Regions from separate parts of the Gossypium hirsutum genome. Here regions 2 and 3 are each linked to region 1. A link is a contact called in public Hi-C data. All regions are on one chromosome and are shown on one strand. The core of a region is the stretch at or near the end of the contact, and the rest is flanking DNA. Distances in the headings are between cores, read along the strand shown.

Region 1 (3,658 bases), core at 485-2,984:
AATATTATGCACCATCAATGAACAATAATATAATATATTATAATTAAATTAAGTAAAAATATGGAGGACTTATAAATAAATATTGATAGTTTTATTTAAGTATGATTAAACATTAAATGTAACTATTATAAAAAATTATTAATAACTCTCGAATTTAGAATCTTGGGTTTAAGGTCTAAAGTCTTGGGTTTTAATATTTATTAGTATCTTTTAAGTCCTTCACTATTTTTTATATTATTTAATGATGATGTGTTGTGATATTATTTGCCGATGGTATATGAGACTTATGCATTGAGCATCAAATATTATTCCTTAATAAATAATGTTAATTACTAGGGAAAAGTATACAAATAGTCCTCAAAACTAAGGTTAAGTTCATGCTTTTGCAACCCAACTATCAAAAGTTATATTATGATCACTTACATTATTGAATTATTAAATTTTGGTCACCTATTAGTTAACTGTTCTATTGTTATCCCTTAATGAAATAATGATGTTGTATGTTAACTCAATCACTAATAACTAATTTGATCCCAAAAGTATAATCAAAAGGTTGTTTATAAGAATATTCATAGTTGGTTAAAATTATAGGTGAATTTAGGGGGTTAGTAGGGGTCTTAATTCCTCTAAAATATAAAATTGCTATTTAAATTCTTAAATTTTTTAAAAAAATTTAAATTAGTAAAGTTAAAATTACACTTTACCCCCTAAAATTATAAAAATTCCATTTAATCCTTTAAAAATTATAAAGATATTGACTATAAAAAATTAAAATTTCATTTGCCCCTAAAAAATTATTCTAGCTTCACCCCTAGTTAAAATGAATTAGAAAACAATATTTCTTGGATATATATTTACTGATTATATACTTAGTTGTAAATCAAAAAATCTACTGGTTAAAAAGAAAATAACAAATGACAGGTACAGATTTACCATATCTACGACAAAATAACTCATCAGCCTTTTGCACATTATCTCTATATTATTTTGTCCTTCAGTGTTCACTTACACACATGCTTTTAGAGTATTATTAGGGTCTTCAACACACTTTTTCTACACTAAGATACAAAAGGAAAAGTGGATTCATTTGATTGTAACAATAATAGCAAAAGTTGTTCTATTTCGTTAAAAAAGAACTTTATAATAATTAAAATACAAAATTTTCACTTACAATCTCATCAAGTTTGATTAAAACTTTTAGAATTTATAAAATTTTAAAATTTTTGCATAATTATAATTTTAAAAATAAGTTATCAACTTTCAAGTGTTTTTTAAAGAATTTTATCATACTTTTATACTTTTGTATATTTTTTAGATTATGGTTAGAAAATATTAAAAACACTAAATAATAAAATGACGGTTTAGAGATTGAATTAATTATTAAACTTTGAGTTAATATGTCGTCTCATTATTTTGCTAAAAAAATAAGAAGTTAAGTTGATCAAATTTAATAATTTGATACCATTTATAACGTGAATGACGACATCGTAACTTTTAATAATTGTGAGACAATAACATAAACTTAACCTTAATTATCATTTTATAAAATTTACCCTAATTATTAACATAAAAGTTTATACAAATAAATAATAATCCATTAAATGTATATAAATGAAATGAGAGAAGTTGGATTAATTGTAATGCTGAAATTTGTGGGATATCCTCGAGATTTGTTGGAACTGTTTTGATGTCAATAACCTTTTAACTGTCTGTCTTTAAACTTTTTCTAGCTTTTTGTTTTGTCTTTCATCTGGACACATTTTCTTCTTCGCTTTGATTAGTATTTAGTAGTGAAAGTTTTCTTTTTTCACATATTATATATAAATAAATTTCCTCTTTTCTTCAACATGGCGTGGCATGGCTTGGAAAGAGCCCCCACACCCTTGAAAATATATTTATAATTATATATTTATCTATCTGAGATGATCATGTATCTATCCTCTTTTTTTCTCTCTTTTTCTTTTTCGCTCTCTCTCTCTCTCTCTGTTTGTGAAGAAAAATATATAAATAAAACCCAGTGGCTTGAGAAATCCCTCTTCCTGAAGATCTACTTTTGTTAATACCCAAACTTAGATAGAGATTGCAGAGAAAAGGATAGCAGATAAGCTCTTTCTGTCCCACTTTTTACCGTAAGGTAAAATCAAAAAACAATTTTTTTACTTCCCCAAAGGCCTAAACCCTAATCCAATTCTAGTCTTCTTTTTCCTTATGATTTACTTGTTTCTTCTTTTTGTTTAATTATTTTGGGTTTTTTTTTGTTTTCTTGCTTTATGCGTAATCTACCTTGGAATTTGTGCAAATTTTTTTTCCTTTTTTTTAAAGTTATTGAGCTGAATCAGATCCAGGGTCTTGATTTTTATTCATATTGGTTCCTTAGTGCTTTGTTCATTTGGGTGGGGTTTTACACTTTTGCTTGCTTTGGGATGTTTTAGGAAGATCTGAGTTTTGTTTTTAAGTCCAAGGTTTTTGTTTCGTAATTTTCGTGTGGGGGTACTTTTGGGGTTTGTGGTTTTGTATGAAGCTGTATTTTATTCTGTCTTCTGGTTGTTTATTTTGGTTTGTTTTTGTGTGCTGATCTTTATCACTATTGATTAGCATTGATGCTGAAATTTAGTTTGCAAAGTGAACTTGTGATGATGCTGAGGGCTTACACCCTTGAACTAATTCACACTATACTTTTTTCTTTTTGAATAATCTGGTTAACCGTACCGGTTTGTGAAATTTATGGTGTTCACTGTATATTGGACTCTGATGATTTTGTTTTGAAGCTTGACCAAATGGTTTAATCATGATTTATGCTAGAATTTGGTTCTGATTCGTTTTACATGTTGGTTTTGATGCTTTAATTCCTTTTTCTTGTAGTTATGTTCCAAGGCTGATGGTTTTGACTGATTTGATTCAGGTTTTGACTTTGTAGGTGCTTTCGTTGGAGGAATTTGTTTGGATTATTTGTTGTTCTACTCAGGGAGTGGAGATGGGTGTATCTGCCCTTTGATACTGATTCAAGTTATTGGTAAAAGTCCTGCGAGAGTTGGAATATTCACCAGCCCCTATATGGTTGTGGCTGAGGCTGCAATTTTGATTCTGTCAGCAGTTGCGGTGGCACTGATTCTTGGGAAGTGCATTTTAGATGCTCGCTAGTCCTGCTGTGCCAGGGCTTTTGTTTAATGTACATTCGTTTGATAGCAAGTCTTGCAGAAAATGGTCTCGACTGTTTGCTTTTTCTTGCAAAATTATGTTTAATCAAATAACTTGCTAATATCTAGCTGAATATCTTATGATGGATAGCTTCTTTCTTACGAGATTTAGTCATTGTGAACAACCATGTAATTGTAGTACTTCTTGAGCATTGGAGGTTCTGTGCTATTCTGAAGATGGAATTTGAAGCGTTGCTGCACTGTAACTAGCATATCGTCTGAATTTCTAGTTGACAAAATGGAAGCTGAGGGAGGAAATGCTAACCACCAACGAGGTGCCCTTCATCAGATGTTCCCTGTTGTTTTACCTGTTCTTCTAATATCAATTGGATATGTTGACCCTGGGAAGTGGGTTGCCACTGTTGAAGGAGGTGCACGGTTTGGTTTTGACCTGGTAGTTCCCATGCTTCTTTTTAATTGTGCTGCCATTTTGTGTCAATATCTGTCAGCTAGAATTGGTG
Region 2 (3,658 bases), core at 318-2,817, 810 kb after region 1:
CGAAAACAATAGACTAGGAAGAACGCATTTGTCAATTTGAAAAGCCCGGGAAAGCAAGTTTCTGACATATTTCTTACCATTTCATTTGACATGAAACAAACACCTGCAAGAGATCAAAAAGATTCCCAGATCAGTATATTCAATTGGCAGAAAAATAATAACCCTCAAATTCAGATGCAAAGTAATAGACATTGCATGTTTCTTGCACATATAGGGAGAAAAACCATAAAAACTGAAGAATGACAATAATCAGAAAAGGTGATTAATCAACAATGCTTCATTTAGTTCATCCAAAAATACAAACAGCATATATGATAGGTGAATCTCTTAAAAATATTTTAACACAAGTATCAATTGGTCTGACGAGACAGTCCTCATTTGAATAAGATGAACCAAAAAAATGGAAAACTGAAGTTCAGTTAACTACCCTGGCCATTTTAATAAAGAAAAAGACTCTAATGCATTAGAATGTACAAAGAATTTCATCCTGCCTATTGATGTGGTCAATCACATTTACTTGCCATTCAATAACTAGAATACTTCAGGCTAGCTAAAGAAAATTGAATCTTTAAAAGATTAGAGAAAAAAATAGTACGGAACAAACGGTTCAATCCATGAGAGTATAGAACTCTTCAATTAGAGAAGCTTTCAGCACATACCAACAAGATAATCCTCCAGGTCTAAAGCAAAATCCGAATTGTTCACTGCCAAAACAACCAACTTTCTCATTTGTCTTCATTAGCAAATACAAAAATTACTCGTAAAACCGAATAAATATTCATTACTGAAACATACATCCAAGTTTTTCCTCAGCTTCAGTATGCATAAGCAGATTTCCAGTTTCCAACCAATGCATAAAGGCAAGCAAAGAAACTACCATTTGAGTTTCACTCCTCCAATCCCCATGATACCTAAACACAGTAACACACCCGAACACCACATCAAGAACACAAAAATTTCTACTAAAATAAAATTTGAAATTAACCAAAATCTCCAATGAATCTCACCTGTAATATTGTCCAGGGCATTCCCTAACAACTTCAGCAAGTTTATTGTAAAGACCCTTTAGTACGTTAATCTGAGAATTTGCCTTCTGCAAAACCTCTGTTGATATAAACATATGCGTAAAAATTATAAAATAGGTAATATTCCAAAAACCATATAATTTGAAGAAGCAAAAGAAGAATGTTACCGGGAATTGGTTTAGATTGGTGAACGAGGAGGAGGCTAGCTTGCATGAGCCTAGTCGCCGACTCCATTTCCAGAACGACGGCGCGTATGCGTTCCCGTAAGCTGCCAGAATCTTCAAGCTGGACTCGGAACTTCTCGAACTGTTTCTCCAGAGAAGGAGAGGTTTGCGGCGAGTCGTAATCACCGCCGGCCATGAGAGTGGCGCAGAGAGGGGAACGAAAGGGATGGTTTCTGGAAAGGACAGAGGGAAGCGAAGGAAAAGTGGAAATGAAGGGAGCAATTTGAAGAAGTGAGGGGTTAGGGTTTAAGGAGTAGCGAGAGAGAGTGAAGTAGTAAGCGTTCCGTAACGCTGATTTCATAATTTGAAATTTGTTCACTTTATTTTATCATTTTATGTTTTTTATATATGTGCAGTGCGGTGTATTCCACACCCTCCCATTCAACTTTCGCACTGAAAATCAAATCAATTTCTGATCATTCGATCAATCAGTGATGATAAAGTCGGTCCATTTTGTTAAATAAATATTCTAATATTAAATACACTTGAATAAGTAAAGTGAAAAATTTTATTTTTAATAGGGGTGAGCGTTAAATCTGATCGAATTGAATGGAAAAAGTTGAGTTAATTGAGTTGATGAATCCTATTTTATCATCCTAATTTGATTTAAATTTTTTTCGAATCGAATCGAGTAAGATGGAATTCGAATCAAATCAAATAGTAAATTAAAAAAATAAATTTGTCCACCGTAATGCTATTAACTTCCATCCATCCGTAATTTATTTATTAGTCTTTTATATACTTGTCAGCTATTTTGATTATTTAGTTATTTCAATTATCTTCTGATAAATTATTTTAAAGATAAAATATGAAATTGATACAAACATAAAATATTTAACATGAATATTTTATGGCATTATTAATAATTCAATTTTAACATATTAATAAAGATTCATCATGATTAAACAATTCAATAAATAAATAGTACAAAATGTGAAATTTAATTCAATAACATAAATAGTAGATATAAATTCGAAAAAAAAATTTAGGGTTTAAAAGAAAGCAAAAGGAAAAAAGATAGGGATTTGGAGAAGTAAAAGTTTTGGAGAGAAAGTAAAAGAAAAAAATAGTTCAGGGGTTTGGGAAAAGTAATTTTTTATGGGGAAAAAAATTTCAGGGGTTGAGGAAAAATAAAAGGGTTTGAGTGGGGGCGGGGGAAGGGAGTAAAACGGTTTAGTATTTGGCTTATTCGAATTAAAAAATTTAATTTGATTTAAACTTGAAATTCGAAAAAAAATTAAGTTGATTCAATTAACTCAATTAATTCAATTCGAATAATTCGAATTTTTTTTCAATTTTTTTAATCGAATCGAATTTTACTCACCTTTAGTTTTTATCATACCACAAAAGGAAATCCATCAAAGATTAAGGCATTTGCACCTCTAATGAATAAACCATCGCTGCCACGGCCCCCAGGCAAATGTAGCATTTGCTTATCAAAGGAAGCATCTAATAACACTATACAGAGGCGGGCTCCATGAAGTAGTCGAATATTCAAGGCGCTGATTGGGACAAAGCATTCTCCTCAGTCTTTAGAGACTCAAAAAATCCTCCAAGCATCACTCCAAATTTGTATGGGGTCAGTATTAATGCTTTCAGACATCCATAAATTCCAACTCTATATTTCTCAACATACCCAAGCTGTCATACTTGTGGTCGAAGAAGACCCAAAATTTAGAAATTGCTCATTTGTCTCAATCCACCAGTTAAAAAAGCTAGAGAAATCAATATTTGTAGGACCATAGTGAAGCGAAGATGCGGTTTTTGTAGGATCATAGTGAAGCGAAGATGCTCTCCAAACCGCTTTTACAATTCGACAGCCAAACAAAATATGCTCAAGAGATTCAACCTCATCATTGTATCTTGGACACTTGTTTGACAAAGCTCGATAACATTATTACAAGTTCTCTGTATGAAATTCTTAACTCTTAAGGTACCTTGAATTTTCCATATCGAGTTCCAAATTGAGCTTTGTCTATTACTTCTCGAATAAGTACCACCTGCTTCATTTATATGCTTTAGCTACCTTGAAAGATTATACCCATATTTAACTATGTATTTGTCATCTTTGGTAAAGTGCCAAACAATCTTGTCAACTATAATGAATAGTCTTATAGGGATAGCTCTAATGGCTTTCACTTCATGCTCTAGAAATAAAGAAAGAAGCATGTCATGGTCCTAACATCGAGACGTGGTGATGTCAGAAGTCACAACGTGGTGTTAGGAGATGACTAGCCATAAGGTCGTGGCATCAGTAGATAAGAGGCCTCAATGTGAGAAACTGTTTGGAATGATATGTTGGAGATTTGAAGGCAACTTTGCGACATGCATGGTATGAGGGCGTGACACTAAGTGAGACCAGTTTGAAGAAGGCACAAACAGTAAGTGACATAACAAAATAAAAATTGT
Region 3 (3,658 bases), core at 802-3,301, 590 kb before region 1:
TACAAAATCAAGCATATTAAAGTCAATAATGATACTGAAAAAGTATATAGCAGCCAAATGACCTATCTTATCCAGCATCTACTAATTGACTCTAAATTGCTATAAACATTCATGGATTAGAACTCAAGGTAACGATTAACTTACAACACCATTAAATGTTTTGACAGCACCATCCACCTCTTCACTAGAATTGTAAGTTACAAAGCCGAAACCCCTTGATCTACCACTTTCCCTGTCATAAACAACTTTTGCTTCCACAACCTTGCCTTGCTCACTGAACAAGGTCTCCAGTGCTAAATCATCAACGCCCCACGAAAGGTTACCAACATAGACACGATTTGAAGCACCCATGGTTGAACCACCTCTCGCCCTAGGAGAAAATTCTTCCCTACGAGGAGGAGGTGGTCCAGAGTTTACCCTCAACGCTCTCCCTTCAAGTTCCTGCAATCAGCAAGTGTAAACACAAGAAAATTTTATGATAACCTCGATTCAAACTTCTGATAGAAACTATAACCTTATACCAAAACTGATAACGTCACAGGGGTATTAGATATTAATACAGTCAAAAACTTAAGCATACTCGATATTGCGAAACACCCTTTTTCCATCCACTATGCTGGAAAAGAGAAAGTTGAGGAAACTAGAACAAATAAAAATGGAAGTTTTTTATATTCAGATGCTGAAAAAATTCATTTGCCGCAGTGGGTTCCAAGGCCAGAACATAAATGTCAATCCTCAAATTGTTCTAAAGATGACAAATATGCAAATCTTCATCCATGCGTACTCTAAACCGAAAGAGGATAACCATGTTTGTTTAAGTAGCATGTAAACGAAGCAATTAAATTATTAAATGTGCAAAATACTCTTTAAGTTCGCATATCTGCATATGAACACCCCAAAAGATGACTTACATAGCCATTGAACTGTTGAGCAGCAGCTTCCACTTCCTCAGTAGTAGACATGGTTACAAAACCAAATCCCCTACTTCTCCCAGTTACCTTGTCATAAATCACCTGTCAAAAGCAATAATTTCAACACATCAAAACGGAGTGTACATCTAGTTTGTTAACTTCCCAAATGATTGGAGTGAAGCAACAAGGTCCATATTTCAATGGATGCTCAATTAAATCACTAAATGTATATCATGACCCTTCAATTGGCTAAATGTCTTTTTAATTATTCAATTTTCATCTCGAAATTAAAAGTTTCTTCCATACTATAATTCAACATATCAGAAATAAAGGTTCATACTATGCTTGAATTCAAACTAAAGGGCAAGCCTCTGTGTGAAAACAGAACATGATGAAAACAAAGCAAGTCATTCATAAACATAAACATAAACATGGTGAATTACAGGTAAAAGCAAAGGGGGAAAAAGAAAAAAAAAATTTACCTCAACCATCTGAACATTTCCAGCACTTCCAAACAAGCCAGCAAGCTGAGCACTATCCACACTAAAAGGAAGATTGCCCACAAAAAGTTTCAAGTCAGGGGAGAACCTAGTAGCCTCTTCATCATCACTACCAAATAAACCCTCTTCCTGACCGTACTCAGATGAAACGGAAACGTTTCTAACAAAATTAGAAGGAAAAGAAGAAGACTTTTTTGTTAAAAGCGTGAAACTTTGAAGAGAGGAAGAAAAGAGAGGCTTTGCATGGAGGCGGTGGGAAAGAGAGAAGGGGGACAGTGAAATGGGAGTTGGGTTTGGTAAAGATATGGTTTTGGGTTTGAGAGATGGGAGGATGAGAGATGAAGCAGATGTTGCAGACATTTTAGCCTTTGTTTCTGCTTTAGCCAAAGAGAAGATAAGGTTTTTGAAATGGGAGAGAGGGTTTAAGAAGAGCAGCTTACATTATAGATAGTTTTATAGGAGGAGAAGTTGCCTGCTTGTCTATCTTGCCGCCGGTACTTCGGATTACATATCGTGAAATTGGGGCCGTTAGATTTTTGTTGATAAGATATTAGATTGCGATAGATTTTAGATATTTTGCTGAGGGAAAAGGCTTTGGGTTTCGGTTTGAGCGACATTTGCATAGGGCCACAGCCCCTCAAACCCAAATGAAAATGGACTAATTAGAACTGTATTTTATGTTTCTAAATTACAACCTCCATCAAAAAATTAATTTTTTTTAATTTTAAGTTAATCGAATTGAGTTATTCGAATTATTTAAGTTAAATCGAATAGGTAATTTAATTTTTGAATTCAAATCGAGTTAAATTTTACAATTTGAATAACTCAAATAATTCAAATAACATATTGGTATAAATACCCTTTTAGTCCTTATTAAGTTTGAAAATGAGCAAATTAGTCTTTCTCCCAACAAAAATTACAAAATAATTCAAAATAATTTTTAAAAATCAAAATATTTATAAAAATTCAAAAAATTATAAAAAATTCAAAAAAAATATAAAGAAAGTTAAAAAATAAAAAAATTTCTAGAATAATAATTTTGGGATTTAAATAAGTTAATTAATTATTTAAGTTTATCATACTAAATTATTTTTTATTAATTTACTTTGAAAAAGTTTTTAAATATATGTGGTTTCAAATTTATGTGTTATAACATGAAATTAGTTATATTGATTTTAATTTGACGTGTTTAAATTTTTTAATTTAACTCGAACAGTTCACTCGATTCGATTTGACTCAAATTTCATTTAACTCGACTTGATTCGAAAAAATCTTAAATTGATTTAGATGATAAAATAGGACTTGTCAACATAATTAACTCGATTCGATCGAACACTCACATGGATGTATTCACTTCGATTTAATTTTTAACAAAAATTGAATTAAATTTTTTCATTTTCTTTTTAACTTTTGAAATCAAAATTGTATTGAATAAAAATAGAAATACCCAAAACCAATAATAGCGGTTTGATTTTAAAATTTTGAGTTTTGTCAAAAAAAAATCATCTTCTTTTGAACCCCAAAGTTCTAATATATATATATATTTTATTTCATAATAATCATAATGCATGCTCTTAATTCATTTATACATTTACGAGGTAAATTAAATAATTACATTAATATTATAATCATTCATAAAACCATTTAAAAAATCATTTTAAGTTAAGTTATTAAGTTAATAAATCATTTAAAGTTGTTAAAAGAAAAGTTAATACATAAATTATTGATATATCTAATGTTTTACTTACCATTCTTTTAATTAATTATAATCGAATCATTACAATATGCCATATACTTTTTTAAATTTATAACTATCAAATATATATTCAACAACTTGTGTATAATTGTTTCTTTTATAAATAAAATATTTATAGAGTTTAATGAACTATTTTTTTAAAATTAGAATTATGCTTATAATTATGATTATTATTTTTAAGAAATGATTTACTTGCTGTGAAATATTTTAACTTTTTGTATAAAATGGTTCCAAGAGGAGAAACTGAACTTGAACCGAATTGTGCGATTTGAATGATAACATTAACATGAAACTGAACCGAACATTATAAAACCTGAACCGAATATTATAAAACCTAAACCAAATTGAATATATCGGATCAAATTGGTTTTTAGATTCTTTTAGTTTCTTTGCTCAATCCTACGGCCAACAATTGGAGACTTCTCTAAATATTTGGATCGGATTCAAATATTAAATTTATCATTATTAGGAAATTTTTATCTAAATATTAT

Evidence for each region. Hi-C and Micro-C count contacts between places; a contact is called where the count stands out from the background.
Region 2: a Hi-C map of leaf shows a contact between it and region 1, with 6 times the contacts expected there. The contact joins the promoter of LOC107948371 here to the promoter of LOC107948355 in region 1. A contact is called at or near these places in 2 of 34 Hi-C or Micro-C datasets (both in leaf).
Region 3: a Hi-C map of leaf shows a contact between it and region 1, with 3 times the contacts expected there. The contact joins the promoter of LOC107948368 here to the promoter of LOC107948355 in region 1. A contact is called at or near these places in 14 of 34 Hi-C or Micro-C datasets (callus, cotyledon, fibers and 4 more).

The regions. Positions count from the first base shown.
Region 1 is chrA04:67,228,438-67,232,095 of Gossypium_hirsutum_v2.1, reverse strand. It overlaps LOC107948355 (ethylene-insensitive protein 2), which reads left to right and starts at 1,734. Exons shown (of 9, transcript XM_016882863.2): 1 at 1,734-2,134; 2 at 2,903-3,204; 3 at 3,337-3,658. The coding sequence starts at 3,436.
Region 2 is chrA04:66,420,770-66,424,427 of Gossypium_hirsutum_v2.1, reverse strand. LOC107948371 (translin) reads right to left here and starts at 1,567. Exons shown (of 7, transcript XM_016882883.2): 1 at 1,193-1,567; 2 at 1,008-1,104; 3 at 796-911; 4 at 660-704; 5 at 78-103. The coding sequence starts at 1,550.
Region 3 is chrA04:67,822,104-67,825,761 of Gossypium_hirsutum_v2.1, reverse strand. LOC107948368 (29 kDa ribonucleoprotein A, chloroplastic) reads right to left here and starts at 2,051. Exons shown (of 5, transcript XM_016882873.2): 1 at 1,394-2,051; 2 at 912-1,013; 3 at 145-441. The coding sequence starts at 1,771.